2 separate regions of the Oryctolagus cuniculus genome follow, and region 1 is linked to region 2. Evidence: chromatin contacts called from public Micro-C data. All regions are on one chromosome and are shown on one strand. The core of a region is the stretch at or near the end of the contact, and the rest is flanking DNA. Distances in the headings are between cores, read along the strand shown. Region 1 holds the start of FGGY (FGGY carbohydrate kinase domain containing). Region 2 has its middle 160 kb from the start of FGGY.

Evidence for each region. A called contact is a pair of places that touch in the nucleus more often than the background predicts.
Region 1: a contact with region 2 is called in a Micro-C map of ear pinna, with 2.5 times the contacts expected there. The contact joins the promoter of FGGY here to the enhancer-like site in region 2. A contact is called at or near these places in 2 of 6 Hi-C or Micro-C datasets (ear pinna and an unstated tissue).

Annotation. Positions count from the first base shown.
Region 1 is chr7:113,714,970-113,718,960 of mOryCun1.1, reverse strand. FGGY (FGGY carbohydrate kinase domain containing) reads left to right here and starts at 2,432. Exons shown (of 16, transcript XM_070078420.1): 1 at 2,432-2,564. It overlaps LOC127493452 (a long non-coding RNA gene), which reads right to left and starts at 2,354. Exons shown (of 4, transcript XR_011390692.1): 1 at 1,687-2,354; 2 at 957-1,143.
Region 2 is chr7:113,877,292-113,881,330 of mOryCun1.1, reverse strand. No RefSeq gene overlaps it. Among named protein-coding and RNA genes, the nearest start is that of FGGY, 160 kb to the right of the region's middle. Within about 2 kb of position 1,705, at least 4 of the 8 cell types and tissues checked have an H3K27ac peak or open chromatin away from gene starts, as enhancers often do. A contact at or near this core is called in ear pinna, where this site is marked.

The DNA.
Region 1 (3,991 bases), core at 1,183-3,682, 160 kb after region 2:
ATGAACTCATAGCCCACATTGTGTGACTATCTGTTTGGGGATCTTCTGAATCACACTGTCACTGCCTTTATGTTAACCAACAAGATGAGTGTGCTTGCAATGTCCAGTCCCCTTGCCGTCTGTAATGAGTTTCTAATACGCTTTTAAAGGAATATCACGGAAGAAATCAGGGGCTAGAAAACTAAGGCCCATGGGCCACATGGATCTGTTGCTTATTTTTGTGAATAAAGTTTTATTCTAACAGTCACACTCACTTGATTCCTATTGTCCATGGCTGCTTTTATACTTCAGAGTGTCAATACACACAAAAGACTTCACAGTCTCTTTATTTACTATCTGGTCCTTTATAGAAAACCCCTCTCACTTCCTGGAAAAAAATGAATGGAATGGGGGCTGGTACTGTGATGCCATCATCCCATATGGGCACTGGTTTGAGTCTGGGCTTCTCCACTTTGGACCCAGCTTCCTGCCTATGCACCTGGGAAAGCAGTGGATGACAGCAAGTTCTTGGGCACCTGCACTCATGTGGGAGACCCAGAGGAAGGTCCTGGCTCCTGGTTTTAGACTGGCCCAATGGGCCATTGTGGTCATTTGGGGATTGAATCATGAATGGAAGATTTTCTCTCTCTCTCTCTCTCTCTCTCTCTCAACTCTGCCTTTCAAATAAACAAATCTTAAGAGAAAAAAAAATGAATGGAATGGAAGTAAATGGAAAAACAGATTCATTCATTCATACTAGGTAACACATAATAACTGAAAAAGAGAAATAGAATTAGACTCAGACAAACCCAGTTTAGACTCACCTTGGCAAGTTGGCTGAATGACCTTGAACAAGTTATTTATACTCACTGGGCCTGTGTCTGCTCTATAAGGTTGCCCTAAGAGTTGCATGAGGTCAGATATATATGATGAGGTTTGGCTCTATGTAACAGAAAACTAAAATAAATGTGTCTTACCTAAGGAAACTGTTTCCTTTATTCATGTGGAGGTTTGGAAAAGAGCAGGTGGTTGTGGTCTTGTGCCCTTTGGCATTAGGTACCCAGGGTCTTTCACCTTGTTGCTTTGCTTTGTGTGGCTTTCATTTCTGGGGTCCTTTCAAGATCCAAGATGGCTGTTGGAGCTCCAGTCACTATGCTCTTGTTGCTATGGACAGTATGACAATAAGAGGAAACAAATAAAAAATAAAATGCAAAAAATCCCAGAAACAGAGCCATCCCTGGTGGCCAGGCAGCAAATCCACACTAGTTCAAGTCAAGCCATGGAGAGACTCCCTGCTGTGGCTTGTGAGGCAAGCAACACCTACTATTGGTTTCATTCCTGGGGTATCTGAAAACTATGGCTCACGGGCACTCAGAATCTTACACTAGAAAGCATTTTAACATCTATTCCCTCATTTGCTCTTCACAGGAAATGTAAGATGGACAAGTCTTATTGATGATCCTGTTGTATACTTGATTCACACAACTGTTAAGTAGCAGATCTCAGGTTCACTTCTAGGTCTACAGATATTTGTGGGAAATGAAAGGTGGACAATCCTGATGCAGAAAAGGATCCCAAGCCAGGATCTTTCCCAGCCACGGAGCACAAAGACTGGGTTTCCAGTACCCCCACCTGTAGGACCAAGAGAAGAGGACCTGTTTCCTTTTCGGCCCATAATTCGATGAAGTCACTGCTACTGAGACTCACCTCTCATAACTGGTGTGTCCTGACAGATCAGTTCCTTTTTCTGGACCTCAGTGTCCTTGGAACACAAAAGTCTTGGGCCTCCATGCTAGACAAGCTATCTTTAAATCGGGAGTCCCCTCAGCCCCGAAACCTGCCTTTTTATAAGGGAACCAGCTCAGGTTGGAGCTCACCTTGGTACTGTCCTCTCGCTGCCTGCCTGCCTTGCCTCGCTTGCTAGCTCTGTCCCAGAACGCTCTAAGCACCTCCCTGGCTCTCTGCATAGACAAAATAGGGATACATAGCTGAGGTCTACTGCAAAGGCAACGTGTGTGACGGTGAGGATGAAGCGAGCTCCGTGTCCAAGACCCACCACAGTAAACCGCTGGTGGTCAACTGCTCAAGAAATGGGACGCTATAGAGGCTCAGGAGCACAAAGGAGGCATTCAGCAAGTATCATTAGTGTTCCCACTGGCCCATATCGGTGGTAGCTCTGCGTAAACAGGGGCCGAGCAGAGTTGGACACACACCCCTACCGGGGCTGCCAAGGGTTTCCTGGCTGAGCTCTGGAGATGGATACCCAAAGCGGGGCAGACCTAGCTCTCCAGCTGCCAGGCCAGGTCCCAGCGCAGGACAAGGAGCCCAGGTGGAGCCCCGCTGCCGCCGGCGCCACCCACTGGGCTGCAGGAGCCGGACGCAGCAGGGCGGGCGACGCTGGCCAATGCCGGGCCCGGTTCGAAGGACCAATCGGAGCGCGCTTTACAGGGGCCGCGGCCGGCGGGGGCGGGGACGCGCGCGGGACGGGGCGGGGCGGGACAAGGCCCGCCCAGTCCCGGTGCGGTATGGCTCAGCGCGGAAATGTGCAGGCCCCTCTAGCTAAAATGTAATTTCAGATTGGACAAGTAAGTGACCCTCCTCCCAGTCCCACGTGGGCACCAGGGGCGTTTGCAGGCGCGCAGGCTGTCGGCGCACACGACCAGGAAGAAGGGTCAGCCGCCCCGGGGGCGCACCGGCCGGGGCCTTCAGTCCTTTAAGCCTCACACCAGCCAGGACTTTGTTGAATCCCCTCTATCATCTCCTGGGTGAGGCGTCCGTCTGGCCACTCCAAGGACAGGGCGGTCCGGCCTTCATTGCATACCCCAGCTGCCCTTGAGCCCAGGGTCCTTCCTCTCTGGCCACTATCGCTTGGCTATGTCCAGGTCTTCTCTTAGCCTCCCTGCCCCCTTACCGCCCCTTTTGACGTTCCTCCAAGCATTTTTGGAGCCTGTTAATCCTGAGTGTGGCTACCTAAGGCATTTTAAGGCCAGGGCTGCTTGTAGCTTTCCAGCTGTTGGCGGTTTGTGATAATACTTGAGCTGCGGTTCAGTTGAAATGGGCTAATGCTGTTTGCTCACAGTTCTGGGTAGAAGCCTGGGGGAGGGGAGTCTTGCCATTAAAACATTTTTTGTTTGTTTACTCTTGTTTTATTTGAAAGGCAGAGAATCAGAATTAGAGAGGGAAACATTTATACAGCCTGATCTTCCATCTGCTCCTTCACTCCGCAGATGTCCAAAACTGCCAGTGCTGGGCCAGGTGGAAGCCAGGAGTCCAGAACTCAGTATGGGTCTCCCAAATAAGTGGTGGGGACCCAGCTTCTTGAGCCCTTTCCTGCTGTCGCCCAGGTGCACATTAACAGGAAGCTGGAATCAGGAGTGGAGCTTGGTCTTGAACCCAGACACTGGCAGGGGAGGCAGATACCCCAAGGGGTGTCTTAGCCAAATGCTCACCCCATCTTGCCGTTTTTATTTATTTCACTAATTAAAGATGGGAAAAGATGCACAACGTTGAATTTCCCTGCTCTTTGGCTCTTTTCCACGAAAGCACTTTTTATGTCTTAACACTGTTTTTGTCCCTAAATTAAAGGGTCAGTCATGGCCAACAAACGGAAGACCAGTCCTCTGTGGGTCAAGTTTGAAAATGTGAGGTCTGGGGGGGTGAAGTGATGATGCCTTTGCACTGCAAATCAGTAAGAAAGAAGAGAATATTCTCTTAGTCTGTGGAGGTTCTTTGAGTGGTAGCTTTGCTTTGTCTTTGCTTGATTTCCCCCTCTTTCCTAGGATCCACCACGTGTATGTTTTAATTGTTCCTTTCTAAGTTGCTGGCCGGGTCTCCCTCCAGATGACTGCTGATGGGCTCCTGGGAGTCTGTCCTGGCTGGCTCTTGTCACCGTGGCTGTTGGAGAAGCTGGCCCAGGATAGCAGCCTGCTGGGAGGTCCATAGGACTGTTACTGAGGATGGCTGGTTGGGCTCGACCTGCAGGATGAAAAGGGCGTGGAGTCTGATTTTGAGA
Region 2 (4,039 bases), core at 456-2,955:
GAGCGAATAAGGGGATGCAGAAGTGTGCTTAGGTTATAATTAAACATTTCATTCTGAAGTTGAGGTGGATGAAAATCATGATCCTAGAATTCAAAGGTAAGTGTGGGGCCAGCACTGTGGCGTAGCAGGTTAAAGCCCTGGCCTGCAGTGCCGGCATCCCATGTGGGAGCTGGTTCAAGTCCCGGCTGCTCCTCTTCTGATCCAGGTCTCTGCTATGGCCTGGGAAAGCAGTGGAGGATGGCCCAAGTCCTTAGGCCCCTGCACCCGTGTGGGAGACCTGGAAGAAGCTCCTGGCTCCTGACTTCAGATCGGCCCAGCTCTGGCTGTTGCAGCCATTTGGGGAGTGAACCCAGTGGATGAAAGATTTATCTCTCTCTCTACCTCTCTCTGTAACTCTGCCTTTCAAATAAATAGAATAAATCATAAAATTCTAAGTGTGTTTTGGTGCACAGAGTTTGAAATTTAGGCATAGTTTATTCCTAATATCCATTTTCCACAAGCTTTTTCAAGACCCATTATAGATCCTAAAGGAAGATGTTATCTGATCTCAAAATAGAAAACAAATACCACCAACAGAAAGCCAGGCTGGTCTGAGGGGAAGGGTCTAGATGTAGAATTCAGACAGACCTGGGCCTGAAGTCCTGCTACCCCACTTACTGCTGTTTGCACTTTGGAGAGGCTGCCTGGCTCTCAATTTGCCAGCCTATAAAATGGGATATGAGTGTTTTGTCATATTATGTAACTACATGCACAGTTAGTGTGTATATCCTAAAAATGTAGGCTCTAATCTCAGCTCAGCCGTACTTCAGCTGCCTACTTAATTCTTATGTCTCAATACCTACTATGTGTGTGTATTTTTTAGTGTTTAATGAGATATGATATCATACATGCAAAATGTCTTTAATTTTCATCCAGTGGCATGTGATTTTTCTTTCTCCCCTCTTCTCCCTCAGATGAAGGAGCAAAGTTTGAGTGGCTGACTATTTTGGAGAAACCAAGCCACCAGTTTCAAGTTTAAAAAGAAAAAACAAACCACCAGGCGAACCGTAAAGCTCACCACTTTGGTCTTCTTGCCCTTCTGCCTCTGAAAGCCTTCTCCTGTTTTCCCAGAAAGTTCTGTCTTGTGCCATGTCGGTTGCTGGCATTGTCTCCTCTTTCGAGTTCTCATAGACTAAAGCAATTTCTATCTACCCTCTCTGAATTTTGCTCCTTGCTAAAGAATGCCAGCAAGGGTTGCCACTTGCCGCTCAGCATTCTCAAAGCACTCTATTGTTCTGCTAAAGCACTTTTTCCATTACTTCCTCAATGTCTGTTCATGCGTTTTCCCTGCCAGAACGCTGAATGGTTGGGCAGACACAGCCCCTGCCTCTCTGGCTCAGAGTCCTTAGCTATCAGCCAGACGCCCAGTGGGTCCGGGACGGACATGCATGTTCTAAGTGTGTGCATGAGTATGTGATGTGTGAGTGACTTTCTGATTGCTTCCCCTCCACACACTTCCAGAGTGTGCAGCAGACTGACAGATGTGTGCAGTGTGTAGTTGTAAGTGGAGGAGCTTGGCTGCTTGTTTAGAAATGAAACTGGACACTCCGAGAAGCTTACGGCCATGTCTGCTTCCCTCTGGGGTCCTCTGGGAATGGCGGTTGCAGGAGCTTGAGCGGGGAGCCCAGGAGGGCTGACAAGGTGCCCTTTCAGCCCTGAGTCAGCAGCAATGGGCTCTTTGGACCCAGGAAGATCCCGATTTCGGGGGCTGAGTCACATGAATAGCTGGAATAGTTGTTTAGATCATAATGAATTCCCAGAACCTTTCCAAGCCGACCAGCAGACACAGGCTCTCTCTACCCTAAGTGCTTTCCAGCTTTGTGACTTAGCAGAACAGAGGAGGCCCAGCTTGGGCTCTCGGAGGGGAACCGGGCCCATGAACCCCCACCCTTCCCATCACAAGCACTGCAGGTGGATCCTGGAACCTTTCATATTTCCAGGAAGATGTGGGGAAAGTCCAGCATCGCGGGGCAGGGGGGAGGGGGAATCCTACCCAGACTGCACAGCTGTTGTGTCAACTGGGCCAGGGGCCCTGGTGCCTCACAGTGGGTGGTTAGGGTATCAGTGGATACTAACTGCCTTGGGAGCCCAGACAAATGATCCTCTGCTGAAATGTCATTAGAGGTCTGTGTACCTTGGATGACACAAGATATGTGAAGTCCAGCATAGAGGAAGCTGTGTGGGAGAGGGGAGAGGCTGGCCTCTGAGGCGCTGTGGGGCTGCTGCTAAGTCTGCAGCCTGCATCTTCTAGTCAGCGAGGCCAGAGCTCAGCATCCCCCAGTGATGCCTGCTCTGAGCTGCACGGATGCTTTCAGCGAATGCCTTGTCTGAAACACTGGCACAGTTCAAAGCGCAGGCTTCAGTGCTTCCTGCCTGACAATACCCAAAGATCTCAGCCTTCTGAGGCTTTGTGATCCTCTGCTTGATGTCACATCCACTGTGCAATCTCACCCAGACCAGGAGCGGATCTTGTTGCTCCATCGTTCATGCGTAGGCTGCTGTAGGCACGGACATAGTTCTCAAACCTGAACACAAAGCAGAATCACTTGGAAAACCTATTAATACAGATTTCTGAGCCCCGCTCCCAGGATTTCTGATTTACTGGGTCTGGCATGGGGCCTGGGAGTTGGTGTTCCTAACAAGTATCGGGAAGCAGGCTGGCTCAGGGATCACACTTTGAGAACCACTGCTCTAGGGCAATGTTCTGCTATGTGTTTTTAGATCAAAGACCTATTTGAAAATCTGTCAAAAGGCCTTGCCACCACTCCTCAGAAAAGCAACACACAAATGCTAAAGCGCGCGCGCACACACACACACACCAGAAAAGCTTGTTTACAGTTCCAGGGCTTACTAGACTTACAGAAATCCATGCATGAACTTCTGGGTTTCACAAAGCCTTCGCGATTCCAGCCCAAAGCAGAATTCACACGTGGAGTGAAGATTCATCAGGCATAAGAAAGATTTTATCACTAAGAACAGAGGAATTTCAGAGCAATCTGAATGAGCATCTGCTTGCTAAAACTAGATGCTTGCTTTCGAATCCTGGCTCTGCCCTTTGCCAACTATGTCAGTTTCCTCATCCTTAGATGTGGATGAGTGAGGGAACCTACTCACAAACTTTTGTAAAGACTGAATGAGCTCAGCGGTGCAAAGTGGAGAGAAGACAGCCAAGCATGTAGTATACACACAATGCTTTCCCCGATTCGTTAGCTCAACTGAGTTCTATTGATTCAACTTCCTGATATATACGAAGCCCTCTGCTCCCCATCCCAACACTCATTTTCCTAGTCTAGGTTTTAACCATATCTAGTCCACTGTATTTTGATGTCCTTCCAACTGCTCTCTCTATCCTCATTTCTTCCCCTCCCAATACACCTCCACACAGCATCTGGAGTGTCCTTTCCTAAACCCACCCCATCTTAGGATTTCCCTGAATAAAACCTCCCCACAGTGCTTCCAGCACTTAGGAGAAAGGCTGAACTCTTGGCGATGGGGTACGAGAGCTGCCTGATCTAGACTCTGCCCCGTCTTTGTTCGCTGTGTTCCTCTCTCTCTTCTTTTGCAGACAGAGCCAGTCCAGGCTGATTACACATGCACTGTTCTTTCTCGCACACCCTCGCCTTAACACAAAACCCATCTTCCCTAAATGCCCTCAGCTCCCTTTGAGGCAGACTTCTAAGGATATTCTTCAAGACCCAGCAGGAGTGTCTTCTCTGTACTTTCCATAAAGCTCCAGGTTGAACTGATCTCTCCCTTCCCTGTGCCCTGCCATGCCTTGCACAGCGTGTTTCTGCTAATGCTTTAGTGCACCTACACCATGTTCGCGAGTCTGAGGCAGGTACTGCTCATTATTCTCTGAGCAACCACTCTTGTCTGGTCCATTTTCCAGATTTCCTGTGGTGAGGTTTGGGATGCAAATTCAGTTCCATCCATAGATGCACATGACAGAATTTGAAAAGCAGAATCAAAGCAAAGGGTAACTTTTTGCTATTTTGAGTAT